Regions from separate parts of the Mus musculus genome. Here all the other regions are linked to region 6. A link is a contact called in public ChIA-PET, Hi-C, HiChIP or PLAC-seq and Micro-C data. All regions are on one chromosome and are shown on one strand. Each heading gives the region's core, a stretch centred on a gene start, on an enhancer-like site or on the middle of the called end of the contact. The rest is flanking DNA. Distances are from core to core; before and after follow the strand shown. Region 1 holds the start of Spop (speckle-type BTB/POZ protein). Region 2 has its middle 18 kb from the start of Nxph3. Region 3 holds the start of 4833417C18Rik (RIKEN cDNA 4833417C18 gene). Region 4 holds the start of Nxph3 (neurexophilin 3). Region 5 overlaps Gm29933 (a long non-coding RNA gene). Region 6 holds the start of Phb (prohibitin).

Region 1 (3,306 bases), core at 380-2,879, 250 kb after region 6:
TGACTATATCAAAAACAAATAAAACATCTTTTTCCCTACATGGTAGAGCTAAGACAAAGTTTCTAAGAGGGATGGCACAGCACCAAACTAAAGAACCAACTGCAGTCTGTCAGCTAAAACTCTGGGACCTAAGTCACTGGAATATTTTTGTAAAGTTCCTCATTTTAATTTTTTGGAACTTGCCAATATGAAAGAATTAGTGCTCAAATTATTTGAAACTAATACTTCTGGACAAGTTGTTCAATTGTTTCTGATTACCCCTGTTTCCATATTGTCACAGAATGTACAACTAAACTGTACAACTAAATGTATAACTAAACTGAAACGCTATGGAAGAACTTACACACACACACACAATGAACCAAAAAGGTCCCACTAAGTAAAAGGGCTGAAATGAAGCTACTGATTGACAGCTTGATTTCTGTTTTGTTGTTACCTCAAGTCTGTGTGTGGCACTTATCCCTTCCTTAGCTACTCTGTAAAGGCAACTCAGAATTTTACTAAAGAGAAATTCCCACCTTAGTTTCTTTTTTAATGGACCTTTTAACAAATCCTTTTTAACAAGACTATCAAAATCCCCTGCCAGAATAACGAGTTGGACTTACTCCTAAACTTAGGGGAAGTTTGTAGTAAGGTTTCAGCATGACGACGGGAGTGGTGGAAAGGGAAGTAATACTAGAAGTAGAAGTAGCAGTTAAGTTTCAAAAAGAAGGGTCAGCGTGGGACACGTTGGCTCTAGGAGGCGTTGGTAGCCTGGGAGTCTCTAGGGCAACACCAGATGCAAATAGTGCTTTGTCCTTAAATCCCTCGCATAATTTAAATTCTCCCTCTCGGATCGGAGCGACAAGCTCACTATTGGGTGGCAAGTCTAGCGAAGAAGGCGGGCTCGTGGTCAAGGGGCTCTTTATCCCGCAGGTCCCTGCAAAACAGCAATGCGCATGCGTCCTGAAGCAGCGACCAGGCACCCGGAGCTCCTTCACATTCGAGCATGCGCAGTTCCCCATCTCGCCGCAGGCGACAGCTCACTATTTGGCAAGGGGGATGGGGTTGGGGATATGATGGTGAGGGAGGCAGGAGGCAGGGGGCGCGTTTGTGTTTCCAGAATGCTTGAGGTAGGAAGAACGGACGGCTGACTAGGCTCTGGCTTCCTCGGGCCAGGAAACCAACATAGGAAATGGGGCAGAGAATAGTACATTAGGAAAAGTGTGTGTTGTGGGGGAGGGTTTAGTCACTTCTCAAGGAAAAACCCCGCACCCCAACAGGCCAACCCCTTCTTCGACTCTTGACACACACATACACACACTCACCTGAGAACGGCGGCGACAGCTGCTGGTCCCTGTCCCCCTGCGCTCGCCTCATACTGCCCGCAACATCCGGGACCTGCGGGACCGCCGATACACAAATACACTCTTGGAGCGCGCACACACATACAAACACATACACACACATACACACACACACATACACACATACACACACACACACCACACACACACACACACCACACACACACACACCACACACACACACACACACACACATACACACACACACACACACACATACACACCGACACACACCGGCCTGGGCGTCCTGTCGTCAGCACGTCGACGCAGCGAGCGCGTACCCGCCGGGCCCCACCCCGCGCGGCCTCCTCCCCCCAGCTTCCCGCCCCGCCCCACCCCGCCTCGCCCCGCCCCGTCCTGCCCCGCCCCACCCCGTCCCGCTCAAGACTCTCCAGCTCCTCCTCTTTTAAGACTCCGCCTACCTTCCCTAGTGCGCAAGCGTCGCGAGGTGGTGCCAGGGCCCGGGAATTTGGGCGGAAGGCGGAGCCAGAGTGGAAAGAGGCGGGAACTCGGAGGGGGTCGCGTGCAGCGCGCAGAAGTTCGCGCTGAGGTGCGAGGCCAGAATGGAGGAAGGAAGCTGAGATCCAGGGACCGGGTGGGTGGAGCAGCAACAGGCATTTCGCAACTGAAACCTAGTTGTGCAGTTTGTGGATTACCGATGACTTAGCTCTTACTTTCTTTTTTAGGCAACTCTCAGCTAAAATACTTTTTAAAGAACTTTTAACATGTGTTTTAGTTTGTTTTATTTTTTGAAATAGGGTCTTGCTCTATAGGATTGGTTGACCTAGCACTCTCTTTGTTGACAGGCTGGCCTTAAATTCATAGAGATCCATGTCCAATAAGCCTAGCCTGCAAATGCTAACATTTATAAGGTACTTTGCTAGAGTACTGTGAGGCACACCTTTAACCCCAGAACTCGGGAGGCAGAGGCAGGAGAAGCTCTGTGAATTTAAGGCCAGCTTGGTCTACTTACTGAGTTCACAGTCAGCTAGAATTACAAGGTGATACCGCGTCTTGAAAACTAAATAAATTAGCATTTGACAACAATAACCAAAGAGCTGTTCTTTCTGGGAAAGGCAGAAGGGGTGTGTGTGTGTGTGTGTGTGTGTGTGAGAGAGAGAGAGAGAGAGAGAGAGAGAGAGAGAGAGAGAGAGAGAGACCCAATGGAGAGGAAGCTGATTCTGTGACAATTCCTTGGCTAAGCCATCCGGGTCCCCAGTCTGTCTCATGTCTTAGCTCCCATGGACCAAAAGTGATTCTGGAGTTGGGTAGAATTGTCTCAGAGCATCTTGGCCCTGGAAGAAAACAGTCATCTTTGTGTTACATTCTTCGATTACCTTAAACTTAAAAGAAAATATTTTATTACTGAATCAAGCTCTCAAAAGCAAAAGCAGACTGCCTCTTGCATACACATATCAAGCACACACCTAGCTCTGAGAGATCAACCCAGTGACCCTGTGGGTCATGAGGTAACAGGGTTGCAGCCTAATTGAGAGCTGCTTCCTGGCACCCTACTGCTTTCCAGGCCTTGGGACAGTCTCCAGGAGACTCTGCTCCTATCTCTTGCCACATGCTCCTTGGCACCCAGTGGCTGGTGAGCCTGTTCAGCAGGGAAGGCTGGCAGCCCAGGAACCAAGCCACTGGGTTTGGAAAGAACCCCGACAGTGCCGGGAGGCTTTCCACTTTCAAGTATAGAAGCAGACCCCGTAATCCCCATATGAAATATCCTAGGAATTATAAGCAAAACCTTCCAAACCCTTGGGGCCTTACACAACCTAGATTCTAGATGAAATTGCTCTTATTGGTTTTTTTTTTCTCTGCTTTATTTTGAGGGTTTGGGGTTTTGAGATGATCTCACACAGTCCAGGCTGACCCCCCCCCCCCCCCACACACACACACACACAGCTCACTACGTAACAGAGGCTGGCTTTGAGCTCCTGATCTTATGCCTCTACCTTCT
Region 2 (3,412 bases), core at 110-2,609, 130 kb after region 6:
CTTGGCATATTGTGCCAACCTCTATTTTATCGCTGGAGAAATGAGACACGAATAACGCCAAAAGGCTCTGAGGACACAGACATGTATATATGTGTGTACCACAGGCTGTCCACGGTCCAGTGGTGGTGTCCCGGGGTGGCCAGCCTTCGCCACCTCCACAAGCCACATTCCCTGTCAGTCATCCCACAATGAACCCGCATGAAACCGACTGTACATCTCAGCTTCGATGGCTCCCAGCCTCTACTTTCGCCTCCCAGCCCTCCGGACACACAGCCCCACAGTCTCAATTCCAGCCCCTCCTGTCTCTCTCACCCCTCCACTCAACCACGCCCTCCAGCACTCTCCACTCCGCCAATCCACCAGCCTCAGGAGACACCTGTGCTCCCTTCTGCTGCATTCTTGTTTAGTCCCCAGGAAATGAAAACTTTAATTTCTTTTTTTATTAACTTTATTGGATTTTCTTTTTAATTATAAGTCAACGTACTACATGTTCTCTGTAATCGCTTAAACAAACCAAAGCCGTGTAAAGATGCGGTTACCAGCTCTCCTCTCCCCAGCTCACAGCAGAACACAGGGTGCCTCTGGGGGCTGGGCCACCTGATGGCCTGATGATTTGATCAAAGCACTGGCTACACAGTCGGCCACCAACACAGGTATCCACCGCCTTCTGGACCCAAAGACTCGTGCGGGAGGGGAAGATGGCCAATACCTCAAATTCTCTATGGGCAGATGGACAGGAGCCAAAGGGCCTTGGACAGGCACTGTTGCCTTAAGTGGGGCTCTCTGAAGAACGACATTTGACTGGAGCCCCCAAGGGAAGGCACAGTGGGTCACCACACTGAGTCTGAACGTTCTATCTACACAGGGTAGTGTAGGGACCACTGTACATGTTTCCTAAGGATGCCAGGGCAGTGTTTCTCAACCTGTGGGTCCCGACCCCCTGGAGTCCCATATCAAGTATTTACATTACAATTCATAATATTATCAAGATTACAGTTATGAAGTAGCAACGATAAAATCGTACGGTTGGGGATCACCACAACGTGAGGAACCGTATTAAAGAGGCTCCGCATTAGGAAGTCTGAGAACCAGTGGACTAGGGAATCCACTGGGTGGAGACTAGCTAGGGGGCGGAGCAGTATGGCTGCCAGGTGACAAATGAGAGAGATGGTAGTTGATACCCTCTTTGTAAAAAGCCATTTACATTGCTGTTTTTTAGTTCTTTGACTTTTCAGAACTTCCACGCTCCAATCTTTGGCTCCACCCCTCTCTGGAATGATTAGTGTTGTCACTTAGTGGCAGGACCTAAAACCAGCTAGGAGCAGAGCCTCAGGGTGTGCCTGGGGGGTCGGAGGTAGCCATCTTGGTTTGGTTAAATGAACCGAGAAGGCTGGCCCACTGTGGGTGTGACCCTTTCATGGGATTCTAGACTGCACAAAGGAAACCTAGCCAAGTAGCCCTGTGCACTCAGGCCTCTTTGTGACTGGACACCATGTGACCAGGTACCTCAAGCTCCTGCTGCCTTGATTTCCGCCATGATGGACTGTAGCTTGAGCTGTGAGCTAAAACAAACCCTTTCTCTAGTAAGCTTCTATTGTCAGGGTGTTTTTTTAAGAATTCAGATTTGGCCGGGCGTGGTGGCACACGCCTTTAATCCCAGCACTCGGGAGGCAGAGGCAGGCAGTTCGAGGCCAGCCTGGTCTACAGAGTGAGTTCCAGGACAGCCAGGGCTATACAGAGAAACCCTGTCTCAAAAATCCAAATATATATATATATATATATATATATATATATATATTCAGATTTATTTGTTTTATGCATATGAGCGTTGTGCCATATGCATATGCTTGCATAGCCTGCCTGAGATCAGAAGAGAAAAATTGATTCCCCGAAACTGGAGGGACAGAGCAAGCTCTCCAGGCCCTGTCAGGCAGCCATGGCATCAGGAAGATGCTGGAGTGACAGCTCTTCACTCTCTCGGCCACCCCCAACCCTCCCCACCCACCCTCCCCACCCCACCCCCACCCTTACTTACTGATTGATAAACAACACAGTACAGTGAGCACCAAAATTAAATTGGATCAGAACCCATATTAGCTGTAAATGTCCACATGGTTCGTATTGACACTGGAAGTGCCTGGCTACATCAATAAATGGGACAGAGTTCTAAACAAATTAGACAGATATCTTTTTGAAATTACTTTTTCATGTGCATTGGCGTTTTGCCCTAATGTATGTCTGTGTGAAGGTGTCAGATCCCCTGGAACTGGGGCTACAGACAATTGTGAGTTAGCATGAGAATTGAACACCGGTCCTCTAAAAGAGCAGGAAGTGCTCTTAATCACTGAGCCATTACTCCAGCTCCTATACAGACATCTTTTTAAAAATATATTATTTATTTAATGTATACGAGTATAATGTAGCTGTCTTCAGATGCACCAGAAGAGGGCATTGGATCCCATTAAAGGTGGTTGTGAGCCACCATGTGGTTGCTAGGAATTGAACTCAGGACCTCTGGAAGAGCAATCAGTGAGTCATCTCTCCAGCCCTATACAGGCATCTTAAGGGGCAGGGAGATGCCGTGACCTCCCCTTAGCTGTAAACTACAGGTCTACCTTTCTGGTAATGTTTCCAGGGAAGAGTGCCTTCTGAGTGACCAAGGTCCCATCTGGGATCTGAGCTGTGAGGAGAGGAGAGTGTGGCACCTGTGATGGAGATGCTCAGGCCTGCTGGTGCAGACCTGTGGTCCCAGCTTCTGAGGAGCTGAGGCAAAAGGACTGCAAGCTCAAGGTAGACCTTGGGAAAAGTGAGTTCAAGGCCAGCCTGGGCAACTTAGTAGAAACCTGTGCCAAAGTAGCAAACATAGAGATCAGAGATACAGTGGCAAGAATGCTTGTTAGATCAGGAGGGAGAGAGGGGTGGACTGGCAGTTTTGTGTGTCAACTTGATACAAGCTGGAGTTATCACAGAAAAAGGACCCTCCCTTGAGGAAATGCCTCCATGAGATCCAGCTGTAAGGCATTTTCTCAATTTAGTGATCAAGGGTAGGAGGGCCCACTGTGGGTGGTTCCATCTCTGGGCTGGTAGTCTTGGGTTCTAAAAGAAAGCAGCTGAGCAAGGCAGGGGAAGCAATCCAGTAAGTAACATCCCTCCATGGCCTCTGCATCAGCTCCTGCTTCCTGACCTGCTTGAGTTCCAGTCCTGACTTCCTTCGGTGATGAACAGCAATGTGGAAGTGTAAACTGAATAAACCCTTTCGTCCCCAACTTGCTTCTTGGTCATGGTGTTTGTGCAGGAATAGAAACCCTGACTAAGACAGGGAGGAAGAGAGGAATGGGTGATATCATCAGATTCTGACAGAGCCACACTGTGAGGTCATCAGAACCAAGGACGATCTGAAAAACAGGCCTAG
Region 3 (3,097 bases), core at 32-2,531, 190 kb before region 6:
CAATACATAGTCCAGAGCATCCTTGAAGCAGCCTCGAGGCACAGATGGATGTCCACTAGGGTAATGCTCCGAAGGTGAACTGCTGAGTCAAAGTGTTGACTGACCTGCAGAAACACATTTAGGGAAAATGAAAGACTAGACAGTGCAGAAGTGGGGATTTTGTTGTTGTTTTGCGGGATATGTGTGTGTGTGCGCGTGGTGTGTTGAATGGTGGGTGTCTGTTGTTAAAATTCTGACTGGGTTTTTCTAAGGATCGGCACACTAGAAGTTTCGGTAGTCCGGCCTTTTGAAGCGCGGGGGGAAGTGCTGAATTGGAAGCGCCAATCTCCCTACAGATAATTTGCATAGCGCGGAGCAGGGGCTGCGGCATCCACGTGCGGCGCACTCTCCAGCATCCCCGTCTGTACCCCAGGTTTCGTCCGGGGTTTGAACGGCTGTGCCACCACGTGCCAGTCCGCGTCCTTCCCCGCTGGGCCAAAGCGTCCTAGCCACAGCCCTCCTGATATAAACGCAGAAAACAAGTAGAAAGCCCAGGCTGCGTGCGCCGAACCTCCTGCCCGGAGTCCGGGACCGGAGCCGGCTTTCTCCGGACTTGGTCCGATCGGACGACCAGCCGCCCTCGAGACTTGGGGTCAAGAGCCGGGACCCTTGGAGGATCACCGGAAGAGGTGACAGACACCTCGGGGCCCATGAACGTTTGGAATTCGTAAGGACATGAGAATCTCGGTGGTTCCGTGTCTGCCCGCCATCGCGGCCACCGGCCACGGGCCCAAGCCAAGTGTAGCGAAGCTTAGAAAAGGTTGCCCAACGTCATGTGGCTTGAGAAGGCTGCCGGGCGCCTTAAGCCGCCAGCAGGTCCCATGGTGTAATGGTTAGCACTCTGGACTTTGAATCCAGCGATCCGAGTTCAAATCTCGGTGGGACCTCACTGAACCTTTTTTTGGCCTTAGAATCCCTGTTTTGGGGCCTGCAGGAAGTAGCAACCAACCCGAGCCTCCGCAGGGAATGCACTGACCTGTAGAATGGACGTTCAGCTTCCCTCCCTGTGTCTCAACACGATTACATTTCAGGAACAGCCTGGGCTGGGAGGCACTGCGCACGCGCGCCGAGTCGGGCGGAAAAATAAACGAGTTGATGGAAGACTGAACATAACTTTACCCAGGAGGGAAAACGAAAGAACCCGAAGGATCCCGAGGCTTTCCTGTCTGAGTACCGCTGCACACACCGCGCCTCGGAGTCCCCGCCCCCTACCCTCTGATTGGCTGCTGTGCAGAACGCGCGGTAGGATTGCTTTGTGAGCCGCGAATGAAGTGGCCGGACGGGGCCGGGGGGCGGGTAAGTGGTGCCAGGGGACCTCTGATTGGGTACAAGAGAGCGATTCCCCGAGGCTTGTGCGTTTAGGGGTCATAAACCCGTGTTTTGGTTCTGCATTGCTCACCCAGCGAGGTTGTGTTTCAATTAGACAACAGTCACTTAGTCAGGCTGGCAGGCGATCAGTACAGTTTCTCACCGTCCATGAGGTGTTTCTCCGAGAGAAGGGCAGGAATCGCTAAGGATTTCTTTAGCTGCATCGCGCCGCGGGTGGAAAATATGTACAGGGAGTATTGTATCTTCTTTGGATTAAGATCTGGGATTTGTGTTCGTCCCTGTGGGATAAATGACGAGGGAGCCTGCTGACGCATTATGGTCTCCCTACAGAGTGATTGGCACGGTGGCTATAGGTTCTCACCCTTGGGAGGATGCCATGGAAACCAAAAGGAGCCTCTCCCGACTCTCCGATTAATTCTCTAAGCATGCCTCTTGCAGACACAACCCACGCACTCTTTAAAACATCTGAATGGATCAGTTTGAATGAACCATCGCAACCTCAAAAAGATCAAGACGTGAGAGGAGGCACACTTGCGCTACCAGAAAATAAAGATGCTTGTTAACTGTACATTAAAGAAATTAAGATAATGTCTGGATGGATAAACATACCGATGGAACAGAATAGGGAAGCAAGATGCAGCCTCACCTTTATGCATAGTTTATAATAACAAAGGTGTCACAAATTTAAATAATAATAAAAGGTAGCACAACAGAGTTAGGGGAAAGGACCTACTTGACATCCTGCTGTGTGCTTGCTTATAGGGAAAGAATATGAAATCGGATTCTTGTTAACACTAAACACAGCAGAAAGTCCCAAGAGAATTGTTGACCTGAAAGTGACAGAAGCGGTGAGCTTGGCTGACGACATAGGGGAATGCCTACACCTCAGTTTAAACAAAGCCCGAATAAAACGCACAGACGAGGACTGTGCTACTCCAAGTACCATCAGAAGAGTGAAAATATCTGGGCCTGTTGCTCAATGGTGAACTGCAAGGCACTCAGGGCCTGGCATACTAAGAGAAAAGGTAAGCCACAGACTAGGGATATGCATGTGTAATGCATAAATAGCAAATAAATCTAAATAAATTCTCAAAGCCTGTAAGAAAACTGCCTGCCGAAAAATAGCAAAACCTGTGCTAGGGGCATAGCTCAGCAGGTAAAGAGCTTGCATGCAACCATGCTGGACCTGAGCTCCATCCACAGAACTCATGTCAGAGCTGGGCATGCTGGGGATTGTAGTCCTAATGCTGGGGAAGTGAAGGCAGAAGGGTCATTGGCCAGCCAATGAGAGAACCTGTCTTTAGAAAGAAAGAAAACACCTCACATTGACCCTGGCTTCCACATTCATACCAACATATGCACGCCTTTAATCCCAGCACTTGGAAGGCAGAGGCAGGCGGATTTCTGAGTTCGAGGCCAGCTTGGTCTACAGAGTGAGTTCCAAGACAGCTAGGGCTACACAGAGAAACCCTGTCTCGAAAAACCAAAAAAAAAAAAAAAAAAAAAAAAAGAGGAAAATAGCCTCAGACTTGAAAATAAGCTCACTATGTAGGATATCACTAAAGAGCTAAATCGGACAGGTCACACCCACCCGATGACAATGCTAAGTGTCTCCAAGAACATGGGATAAGGTGGGCAGGCAGGAGCATAGGTTAGCAGTAGAACACACATAGAGGTGAACACACACATGGGCCCTGGCCTGACACCTGCACATACATGGGTCCATTCA
Region 4 (3,059 bases), core at 351-2,850, 150 kb after region 6:
GCTGGGGCCTGGCGTGGAATCTAAGACTGTCTGGCTTGAAAACAGTACCCCTTCTGCTGGGCCACACTGCTTTCCTGGGGGCAAGACTTGGAATGAGTAAGGAGTGAGCCCAGCTTCGTCTCTGTCAAGCTGAGAGCGGGAACTAGCTGCCCACGCTCAGACCAACAGCATCTTTCTCCCAGCTGGACCAGAAGCTCCAAGGCCACACAAAATTTTACCTGTTCCTTCCTCCTCCCCTGCCTTTGGCAGTCTTTGAGTACACACACACACACACACACACACACACACACACACACACACACACACACTGCAAAGAGCCCGAAAGGCCCAGGGCACCCAGGAGACAGGGGGCTCATCCAAGCTACCTCCTTCTGCAGTCTCTCCCTCTTTGCACTTGGCCCAGGCTGATATTAAGATTCATCTGCATTCCTCGCACAACGCCTGGCAGATGGTGGGGGAGGAGGCTGGGTGTGAGCTGGGGGCTGCAGCCAGGGACCACACTGGATCTCAGAGGGCCACAGAAGAGAGTGTGGAGAGCTTCCGGTAGACCCAGTGTAGGCTGGGGCCACTCCAAATGCCTCCATGCGGGTCCTAGGATTCGACCTTTTGTTTTTCTAAAGACCAAAGGAGTTGTAAAGAGCTCAGAAGGATGTCTAGCCATTGAGGGCAGGAGGGTGGTCCTGACCCTTTGGGATCTCTTGTCTAGGTCTTAATCTTTCTTGTCTTGGTGATTTGAAGAGAACAGAGCAACCTAGGACCCCACTGGGGTGGGGCCCTTTTCCGCCTGGTGACACCTGTGCCGTGGGAAATGGGTAGGGAAGAACATGCTCTGAGAGGCCTGTTCACGCCATTTATGCCTCTATTTCTCAGGAGGCAAACCCTTACCCCAACCTCAGAACCCAGCCTGGACCCTAGTGGTCTCTTCAGCCCAGCGCCTCAACCAAATGCTTCGTACTGATTGCTCTTAGGTCGTCTAAGAAGAAAAGGAACGAATGTGCTAGGAAAAAGGGTGCGAGCTAGACACTTAGAAGAACTTCCCTTAGCACCCTCATCAAGTCTTGCAGGAACCATCAGCTGTGATCCGCTGTAAATATCCTTGAGCCCTTAAAAATGGATTTAGGGAGAGTCGTCTTTCCAAATTCTAGGACTCCTAGGGTGGAGGTAGGTAGAGCGACAGATTCCCGTGTGCCCGCTACAGAAAAGAAGGCGCGCTGCCAGAAGGGCGGAAAAGCTGGTGTCCCCATCCGCGGTCTTCCAGCCTCTTGCCTCCTCACCCAGAGCTCCTCCGCCCTCCTCCTGTCCCCTACGCTGGAAATTGGGCGTCCCAGGTCCCCAGGCTGCTGGCCGGCAGGGGAGGAGTTAAATCCGGAGGTACCGACTGGGCTCACCGTACCTGCCGCCGCCGCCGCCGCCAGTGGGAGGGACGAGGAAGCGGGAGGCGCCTGGGCGCCAGGAGCGCTCCAGTCTGGCGGGGCGCAGAGCGGGGAGCGGGCGGCCGCGGCTCGGCGTGGCCCGGGGCGTCCGCCAGGGGGCGCGCCACGACGGGGCGGGAGGGGCCGTCTGGTCTGGGGAATTAGCACCGGGGACGGGCGCGCGCGCAGGTCCCCAGCACATCTGGGTGAGAGCCGAGCCTCTGGAAACAAGCCGGGCGCCGAGCGCCTGTCTGGAGCGGCAGAGTCACCGCTCAGCCGGAGCCCCTTCGAGACGCTCCGGGCGCACATCTGGGACTGGGAGAAGGGACCGCGCGGCGAGCAGCTGGACTCGGGGAGGGGGCGGCGGCTGCACAGCTGGACCGAAGGGGGCGGGGTCGGTCCCAGCAACTGGCTGAGGGGAGGGCCGCGAGCCACCGGGGACCGGAGCATGGGACAGCGCGCCTGAAGGAGCAGTCCGGGACGGAGGGGGCCTGGGACCCCGAAAGGAAAAGAGAGACGGGTGAGAGCAAAGGAGGAAGATGCAACTGACCCGTTGCTGCTTCGTGTTCCTAGTGCAGGGCAGCCTCTATCTGGTGAGTGGTCCGCGGGGAGCGGCGCAGGGCGGGGGCCAGGGGATGGGGAGAGCGCGGGAAGCTGCGGAGCCCTGAAACTTTCTCCCTCCCCCCACCCCGGCATCCTGGGGATGCGGTGAACGCTGGAGGCTAGGGGAGAGGGCGGGTCCGAGGCCAGAGGCCGGACTGGAAGGGTTAATAGGGGCGGGGAGGAGGGTGCTTGGATGGCCCACCCACTCCGCGGCTGATCGCGGGAGGTGCGAGTGACACTAGGGAAAAGGCCCCCCAAGCTGAGTAGCCAAGGATTACCCGACCTCTCGTAGCAGCATCCCAGGACGCGCGAAACGGGGGTGGGGCAGGTGACCTGCCCGGCCAGGGGACGCGGTATTCTTCTTTGACCTCTGGGGCCCAGAGAATCCCGAACTGTGGGCCCTGGCGCGCCAAACCCGGGCGGACCGGGGGCAGCCCCCGCGTCCCTGCCTCCCGCCGTCCCTCTCGCTCCCTCCCTCCTCGCCTGTTGTTTTCCTCGCCTCTCCCGGCAGCGCGCAGCCCGAGCCCCACAGGACCTGGGCAGGCGGCTCCCGCCCCAGGCGCTCAAAGCAGCTGAGCTGAGCGCCCAGACCCCGCTCCCCCGCGGCCCAGGGTGCCTTGGAACCCCACCCTGGACCCTACCCTGTAGCTTAACTCTCTCGCGACCCGCGCCCACCGCCCCACATCTGTCCCGACCCTAATCCTGTCCTGGAGAAGCCTCCGCCTCGGCGCCACTGGAACGGCCCCCTTCCTCAAAACAATTCCCATTGACAGCAACCCTTCCATTCCTAGTCCACTCTAGGACTAGGGAGGATGTCTTCCCTGCTTGGCCCTTTCCTGTGGCCCTCTTTACTACTGAGCTATTGACTGTCTCAACCATTTAGTTAAACCCTAGAGCCAAGTACGCACAGGTGGGCAGCCTTAAACCCAAACCCAGGAGCCTTCCTTCTTGACTCCTGACCCTGGGGCACTGGGGACTTGGGAGGCAGGAGCAGCCTTAACTCCGAGACTGGCTTGGTCACCAAGGCCAGAGCAAGAGCATAAG
Region 5 (3,145 bases), core at 625-3,124, 140 kb before region 6:
TACTGAGTATGGGTGTTGTGATGGTTTGTATATGCTTGGTCCAGGGAGTGGAACTATTAGGAGGTGTGGCCCTGTTGGAGTAGGTGTGTCACTGTAGGTATGGTCTTAAGACCCTCACCCTAGCTGCCTGAAAGTGAGTCTTCCACTAACAGCCTTTAGATGAACATGTAGAACTCTCAGCTCTGCCTGCACCATGCCTGCCTGGACTCTGCCGTGCTCCCACCTTGATGATCCTGGACTGAACCTCTGAACCTGTAAGCCAGCCCCAAATGAAATGTTTTTTCTAAGACTTGCCTTGGTCATGGTGTCTGTTCAGGGAGTAAAACCCTAACTAAGGCAGGTGTATTGTCTGCATGTACACCACATGTGTGTCTGGTGCCTATGGAGACCAGAAGAGGACATCAGATCCCCTCAAACTAGAGTTGCAGATGTTGTGAGCTACAATATGGGTGCTGGGAATCAAACCCAGGTCCTCTGGAAGAGGAGTCAGTGATCTTAACTGTGGAGCCATCTTCCTACCCGTGGAAGTTGAATATTCAAAGGGGCAATGATGCCAGTGCAGCTCACCTAGTTTCCCACACAGCATCTTTAAAGTGAGAATTAATGCCTTTGTGTATCCTTCTTAACATTTTTATTATTTCACTTATGTTTAGTGTGTGTGTATGTGTCTATGTGTACGCACATAGGCCATGGTGCACCGTTTCTAGAGGGAGCTGGTTCACTTCTTCTACTGTGTGGGTCCCAGGGAATTGAACTCACTTTGTCAAGGTTTGGCAGCAAGCACCTTCACCCGCTACACCATCTTGCCTCCCTCTTCCCTTGTTATTTTTTGGAGATATTTGGTTTTCATCAAAGAGGTAGTTTCAAGCAGAGTACACACCTGTTTTCATTCTTTTTGAGGGTTGGTTTGTTTTGTTGTTTGTTTTGTGGAGGTTTTTGTTTGTTTGTTTGCTGTTGTTTTGTTTTGTCTTTGCTTTCAAACTGCCTGTTAGCTGAGCTGCTGGGTTTCAGCTGAGCTTTGGTTGTCTCCTAGACTGGAGGCTTCAACAGGCAAGGACTGGGCCCTGGGTAACCCTCACCCAGGCTGCGGATGGCTTTAGAGCCTCCTGCCCTCCTGTGCCTATTTCTTAATGGCGTGCATGAGCCTCTCAACTTCCCCTAGGGATGTGCTGCAAGGAACCCTAGGGGCTGGAACTTGATGACTCATCTGGGGAACCAAGGGCAGGTTAAGGGCACAGAGCCCGGAAATGGGAGGGAGGGGACAGCAGGTCTGAAGCTTTGCGGACATTGGGTTCTGACAGCTGTTGCTGTCCTCTAATCCCCCAGCTTGGTATCTGCTGTGAGTTGGCAGCTGAGGGCAGAGACCACACCCTCTCTCTACCTGCTCCTCTGGAGCCCTGTGACACTCCCTTTCTGCAGGAGGCCTTCCTTCCCCCTCCCACTAGGTTCCCTATCAGCCCCATGGTGAGATGAGGCACTGTTTCAACCTGGCACCTGACACTGTCCTGTGAGATTTACCCTTGTGCCTTTCTAACTGCCTGCAGCCCAGTAACAGACAGCAGGAATGCCAAGGTCCATGAGACCAAGCTCCTGGACCCTGTGAGTGCTCTGGAGGAGTCTCTGAGGGCTGTTAAGGGGAGTCACTCATGTTATTCATGAGCTGATGCCCAGGGTGAACCACCTGTATCTGGTTCTATCCTGGACACCAGGGAGCTCCTTTCCAAAGGGAAGTGCTTGGGGAGTGTGCAGATACCATACGATCACAGATACTGTGGGAAACATGAAGCAACCAAAGGCACAGGTGACCTTTACCTATCCGGAAGTAGAGGAACCTACCCTGACAGGATGCTGAGCACAGGGCGGGAAGTGGGTGCAACCTTGCAGACGTGAAGGGAAGTGGCTTTCTGCAAAGGGAAGTGCAAGGACTCAGGCAGGAACCCCAGGGGTGTTCGAGAGCCATGGGAACCCAGCCTGGATTGCAGGGAGCCATGGGGACACTGGATGGATGGAGTTGTCACTTAGAGGAAAGCAGAGTTGATGGATGATGGACAGAAAGTTTGGGTGTGAGATCATTGTGAACTCTGGCTCTTGCCTCTCAAACCAGTTGCACGTGTTGAGCTGGGGGCTAGGGCTCAGACTCCAATCTGTGGCCCAAAGGGGCTGAGGCATATCTTCTCTGCTCCTCATTTTGCCCAGCTTCTCTTCTCTCCTGTCGGAGCATATGGAGAGAACTTCTGTCTCTCTTTGACCATGTTCTCATACCTGCCAAAGGCCATTGGTCCCTTCTTTGTAGCTCTTCTCTCTCCAGCTAAACTGAAAACAGGAAGGGAGGCTGCATATGGAGCCCTTATTCTCCTGGATCATTTGTCACCTCTGAGCTGACTGCCTCGTCTGCTAACCTAGGCCTAGGCCTGGAAGCTTCGAGCTCTGTACAAGTTTACCTAGGCAAAAAAAAAAATGCTCTCGGCCTCTGAGAATTGCTGTTGAGTAAGCTCGCCCTTCTTGTTCTTTCTTGATTCTAGCTGGCTGGTTCAACTCAGCTCTTCTGGCTCAAACTCCTCTCCAAGCTGACTCAATCTGGCACTTCTCTTTGCCTCTGAATTGCTCTGCTTGGCTTCGAACTAACTCTAGCAATCTTTTTTTTTTCTAATCTACTGGCTCCTTCCCATTCTCTTGCTTGTCTGTCTTCACCTGTGTCTAACTTGTTCTCTCTTCAATCTGTCTCTGTAAAACTCTCCTGGTAAATCTGTCTCTGCCTCCCTCTCTGCTGCTCTACTCTCCCTCTCAACTCCACTGTGCTGTCTCCACAAGCGCTACTGTATTCCTGGGCTATACTCTCTTCTCCTGTGCTGTCTCTCTCTTAAGTAGCTTCCCTTTCCTTGTGAGAGTTGGACATGTCAAATCTTTCTCTGATTCATCTCTTTGTCTGCCACTCAATTAGACATCACTTTCAAACATGGTTGCTTCCCTTTACAAACTAACTTTACCTTCATTATTTGGGATTATAGGTATCTACTAAGGGCATGTCTGTATTTTACAGCCAGAGGGATTAATGGTGTATGCTAAAGTCTGAGCCACACCCTAACTAGAAACAGGTTCAAACATCCTGTAACAGGAGGAACTACTTTTAAACTTCTTCTTGACA
Region 6 (3,487 bases), core at 752-3,251:
AAACCTATTCTCTCTGCAACCAGCTGAGCAAAACTTTTCTCAGGACACAGTCTCTCAAACTGGTCTAGAGATGTTGCCAAGATACTTCATGCAAATAAGGAAGAGAACCAATGGGCTCCTGTCACCTCCTGTCATCTGGGTAATACCTCATCATTTCAAAGTGGCTAAAGTGCTAAACATTGGACAGGAGGGCTCCCCTTGAACAAAGCCTCTAAGTTAGTGGCTTTCAACCTGTGGGTCAGAACCCTATGAGGGGGGATGTTAAAAGACCCTATTACAGGGGCTGCCTATGACCATCGGAAAACAAAATTTACGATTCATAAAAGTAGCAAATCACAGTTATAAATCAGCAAGGAAAAGAACTGTATGGTGGTGGAGGTGTATCACCACAATAGTGAGAAACTACTAAATGTTCCAAGCATCAGAAGGCTGAGAACCCCTGCCTAAGTGATCATAGGCCTCTGATGACTCACAACCAGTATGTGGGGTAGCAGGTGAGTCCCCCTTAACCTCACACACCTTCAGACAGCAGCTAGCATCAGGAATGTCAAATGGGCTGTAGAGATGGCAAAGCGGTTAAGAGCACTGACTGCTCTTCCAGAGGTCCTGATTTCAATTCCCAGCAACCACATGGTGGCTCACAACCATCTGTAATGGGATTCAATGCCCTCTGCTGGTGGGTCTGAAGACAGCGACAGTGTACTCATATAAATAAAATAAATAAATCTTTTTTTTTTTTTAAAAGGAATGACACATGGGCTATGCAGATCAACAGAAACTATGCAGAAAGCTCTTCCGCGCCTCACCATTATACAAAGCAGAGTTCACCACGCCTCCTGCAACTGCCAACGCCAGGCCGAACTTTCCAATGGACTCAAACACTTTGGCAGCCATGACTCCTTCTGTTGCTTCCACTCACACCTAAACACGGGGTAAACATAAAACACTTTGACACCAGATTCTCAGAGAAAGCCCGCTCTGAGGCACAGAGTTCATGTCTCAACATACATTTTCATATGTCTACACCTGTGGGCCCAAACTCACTCACTGAACGCCCCATAACACTGACCACCTTGCAAACTGTAGATCATGTCTGCGTTTGTGGACGTGTTTCTTTACAACCATTCAGAGAAAGAGTCTGCGACACTTGGCTCAGCGTAGGAACGGTGCTTTGTACCCACGAGGAACTTAGTACACAGAAAAACCACACTCCCTTTTCCTAGACCAATAGGCCACAAGCGAGACCGGTGCTACACGGCTGAAGCCAACAACAAAAAGGGCAATTTCTGTTAACATTTAAGTTACACGGTCTCCGACAGCCTTGTTTAACCTTCAGTTACTTTATGAAGGTTATGACTGCTGAAGTGCATAGAGAGGTTATACTCTTAAGTAGTAGAACCAGGGTTAGAATGAGAAGACCGAATTCTAGAAGACATTGTAGAACTCCTCCCCATACCAGTTAATAGGAAAGCAGGGGCTGGCAGGGGTGCAGCGAGGCAGAGCGGTGAAGGACTGGAGGTGGGGCTGCGGCGGGACGGGTGGGGGCACGTAGCTGACAAACTAGAAACCAGTTAGCCTTGAACTTTTTAATGTCCCGCCCCTGCGTCACCCTTGGTACAATCCTCAAACTCGCCCTCCCCTTTCTCAGACTTCAACTGCTTGTGTATCGGGATTTCTCCATGCACATTTATCCTCTGTCTCTGACATCCAGCTCTTTTTACTCCACCAGCTTCTGGATTTTTCCTCATCCTGTCCCCTCCCCTTGCACATTCCTAACTCCTTCTGGACCGAGATTTCCCCCTTCTCCACTAGGCGTACCCACACATGCATCCCATGCCCTCATTGTACATAGGAAAGCAGAGGCAGGCTACAGGGACATAGGACCAGAGGCCTCTACCGCTCCTACCACGCTTACCTGCTTTCACTCTGACCTCCACATGAATTCCCCAGCTCCGGATACTGCGCGTGCGCCAGGCAGCTCCTCCCCCCCCCCCGACCCCCGCCTCTTCAAGATCCGACCCTTCAATTGGTGAAGCCGAGCGACGTGCATTCTGGGAAACGTGTTTTGCAGTCTTCCGCGGGCTCTGTGGCTTTAATGAGGTCAACTACAACTCCCAAAAGATCATGCAGCAACGGGCTCTTTCAGGAAACCCGTTTCTGACTGGTGAGAACGGATGGGATGTTGCCGCAAAGCCTTTCGGGAGTTGTAGTTCCTTGGTAATATATGCACGTGCCTATTCCTCAAGGAGGTGGTTCCAGAAGCCGGAAGCAGACTGGATCGGAAAGGAGTTGGGCTTCCACTTGGTAGAGGAAATCACAAGGTGGTGAAGGAATGGGTGGGCATTTTGGATAAAGGTGAGGTAAAATAATTCATGCACTGAGAGACTGCTAGGGAAGTTAAGGACAGCCCTCAGGGACGTAAGATGTTGATCTTCCAAGCCACTCCATAACCTTAAAAACGGCTTAGAAAGAAGAGGAAGGGAGTCGGTCATTCAGGTCTTGCAATACTTCAGTAAAGGCTCTTGATTTAGGGTCTAAATCTCTGGGCATCTTTTTTTCCAAGTTATATTCGAGGAATTGCAAAAAAGGGACGGAGATCATGTGTATGGCTTCTCAAGTTCACCTGTTGTCAACAATTTGCGTATTTGTTGTTGTTTTTGTTCCATCTCCTCGCCTCCCTCCACTTTTCTCTTTCTCCTACTATTCTCTAAGATCAAGGATATCTATCCTCTTACTTTTTGTTTTGTTTTGTTTTTTGTTTTTGTTTGTTTGTTTGTTTTCGAGACAGGGTTTCTCTGTGTAGCCCTAGCTGTCCTGGAACTCACTCTATAGACCAGGCTGGCCTCGAATTCAGAAATCCGCCTGCCTCTGGCTCCCAAGTGCTGGGATTAAAGCGTCCGCCACCACGCCCGGCTACTATCCTTTTACTTAAGTAAATATTATCCATGTCTGCATTCCAATTTTGCCAATTAAGCAAATAGTGACTTTTATAGCATTCCTCTCCATGACACAAATCTAAAATGAAGTAGTTTATTTTTTTGGGCTTGTTGCTCCCGAAATACAAACTCTCCTGAGAATATCTGTAAAGAACATGAAAACCCCTGGCACTGTGGCGCAATGGATAGTGCATTGGACTTCTAAGAAAGACCTGCTCCTTATTCTTAGCTTAACTTTTATTTAAAAGATAAAATGCAATTTTAAATTTGCAATCGGTATTTATTTCTTATTAAAATATAAGAAGCCAGATATACATTTAAAAGAAAGGAAGAAAGAAAACGAACGAACGAACATGAAAGCAAGCTAGGTGCAGTGGTGCACGACTTCAATCCCAGCACCCAGGAGGCAGAAGCAGGTGGCATCTGAGAGAGAGAGAGAGAGGGAGAGAGGGAGAGAGAGAGAGAATGTGAAGACACAAGGAAGACTATTGGGGTGGAAGAGAGACTGGAAGGGCCTGGGGAGGGTAAATAAGGTGGTGAATATAAGTGAA

Evidence for each region. A called contact is a pair of places that touch in the nucleus more often than the background predicts. ChIA-PET counts read pairs in DNA pulled down with a chosen protein or histone mark. HiChIP or PLAC-seq counts read pairs in DNA pulled down with a chosen protein or histone mark.
Region 1: a Micro-C map of embryonic stem cells shows a contact between it and region 6, with 4 times the contacts expected there. The contact joins the promoter of Spop here to the promoter of Phb in region 6. A contact is called at or near these places in 3 of 39 promoter capture datasets (embryonic stem cells, frontonasal cranial neural crest and second pharyngeal arch cranial neural crest), 1 of 15 datasets of contacts at CTCF or cohesin (the NIH/3T3 cell line), 10 of 484 Hi-C or Micro-C datasets (the AtT-20 cell line, CD4 T cells, Th1 cells and 6 more), 9 of 115 datasets of contacts at active chromatin or transcription factors (the SCID.adh cell line, VIP interneurons, embryonic stem cells and 3 more) and 1 of 9 other capture datasets (pancreatic islet).
Region 2: a contact with region 6 is called in a Micro-C map of embryonic stem cells, with 3 times the contacts expected there. The contact joins the enhancer-like site here to the promoter of Phb in region 6. A contact is called at or near these places in 22 of 39 promoter capture datasets (the 3T3-L1 cell line, 3T3-L1-derived adipocytes, the C10 cell line and 14 more), 5 of 15 datasets of contacts at CTCF or cohesin (the NIH/3T3 cell line, embryonic stem cells, large pre-B cells and 1 more), 131 of 484 Hi-C or Micro-C datasets (the 63-12 cell line, the AML12 cell line, the AtT-20 cell line and 72 more), 37 of 115 datasets of contacts at active chromatin or transcription factors (the 230-238 cell line, DN3 thymocytes, the NIH/3T3 cell line and 21 more) and 5 of 9 other capture datasets (adipose tissue, embryonic tail, embryonic trunk and 2 more).
Region 3: a contact with region 6 is called in a Hi-C map of forebrain, with 4 times the contacts expected there. The contact joins the promoter of 4833417C18Rik here to the promoter of Phb in region 6. A contact is called at or near these places in 1 of 39 promoter capture datasets (erythroid cells), 8 of 484 Hi-C or Micro-C datasets (CD4 T cells, CD8 T cells, the G1E-ER4 cell line and 3 more), 12 of 115 datasets of contacts at active chromatin or transcription factors (the 230-238 cell line, the SCID.adh cell line, acute myeloid leukemia and 5 more) and 4 of 9 other capture datasets (adipose tissue, embryonic stem cells, liver and 1 more).
Region 4: a contact with region 6 is called in a FOXA1 HiChIP or PLAC-seq map of pancreatic cancer cells. The contact joins the promoter of Nxph3 here to the promoter of Phb in region 6. A contact is called at or near these places in 5 of 39 promoter capture datasets (the C10 cell line, embryonic stem cells, liver and 2 more), 2 of 15 datasets of contacts at CTCF or cohesin (the NIH/3T3 cell line and embryonic stem cells), 7 of 484 Hi-C or Micro-C datasets (the C10 cell line, the CH12 cell line, the G1E-ER4 cell line and 2 more), 18 of 115 datasets of contacts at active chromatin or transcription factors (the SCID.adh cell line, craniofacial prominence, embryonic basal ganglia and 9 more) and 1 of 9 other capture datasets (adipose tissue).
Region 5: an RNA polymerase II ChIA-PET map of memory CD8 T cells shows a contact between it and region 6, with 7 read pairs. The contact joins the enhancer-like site here to the promoter of Phb in region 6. A contact is called at or near these places in 6 of 115 datasets of contacts at active chromatin or transcription factors (the 230-238 cell line, the SCID.adh cell line, bone marrow-derived macrophages and 3 more) and 3 of 9 other capture datasets (adipose tissue, liver and pancreatic islet).

The regions. Positions count from the first base shown.
Region 1 is chr11:95,412,406-95,415,711 of GRCm38.p6, reverse strand. It overlaps Spop (speckle-type BTB/POZ protein), which reads right to left and starts at 1,629. Exons shown (of 10, transcript NM_001359107.1): 1 at 1,308-1,629.
Region 2 is chr11:95,530,393-95,533,804 of GRCm38.p6, reverse strand. No RefSeq gene overlaps it. Among named protein-coding and RNA genes, the nearest start is that of Nxph3, 18 kb to the right of the region's middle. Within about 2 kb of position 1,359, at least 15 of the 459 cell types and tissues checked have an H3K27ac peak or open chromatin away from gene starts, as enhancers often do. A contact at or near this core is called in embryonic stem cells, neural stem cells and neural tube, where this site is marked.
Region 3 is chr11:95,857,001-95,860,097 of GRCm38.p6, reverse strand. 4833417C18Rik (RIKEN cDNA 4833417C18 gene) reads right to left here and starts at 1,281. Exons shown (of 2, transcript NR_045187.1): 1 at 1,016-1,281; 2 at 1-104. Gm38959 (a long non-coding RNA gene) reads left to right here and starts at 1,647. Exons shown (of 3, transcript XR_880173.3): 1 at 1,647-2,393. It overlaps n-TQttg6 (a tRNA gene), which reads left to right and starts at 855; the gene lies at 855-926.
Region 4 is chr11:95,513,106-95,516,164 of GRCm38.p6, reverse strand. Nxph3 (neurexophilin 3) reads left to right here and starts at 1,600. Exons shown (of 2, transcript NM_130858.3): 1 at 1,600-2,005. The coding sequence starts at 1,952.
Region 5 is chr11:95,803,915-95,807,059 of GRCm38.p6, reverse strand. All of the region lies in intron 3 of Gm29933 (a long non-coding RNA gene), which reads left to right. Among named protein-coding and RNA genes, the nearest start is that of Gm29933, 3.1 kb to the left of the region's middle. Within about 2 kb of position 1,874, at least 91 of the 459 cell types and tissues checked have an H3K27ac peak or open chromatin away from gene starts, as enhancers often do. A contact at or near this core is called in bone marrow-derived macrophages, embryonic stem cells and memory CD8 T cells, where this site is marked.
Region 6 is chr11:95,665,471-95,668,957 of GRCm38.p6, reverse strand. It overlaps Phb (prohibitin), which reads right to left and starts at 2,001. Exons shown (of 7, transcript NM_008831.4): 1 at 1,916-2,001; 2 at 807-921. The coding sequence starts at 894.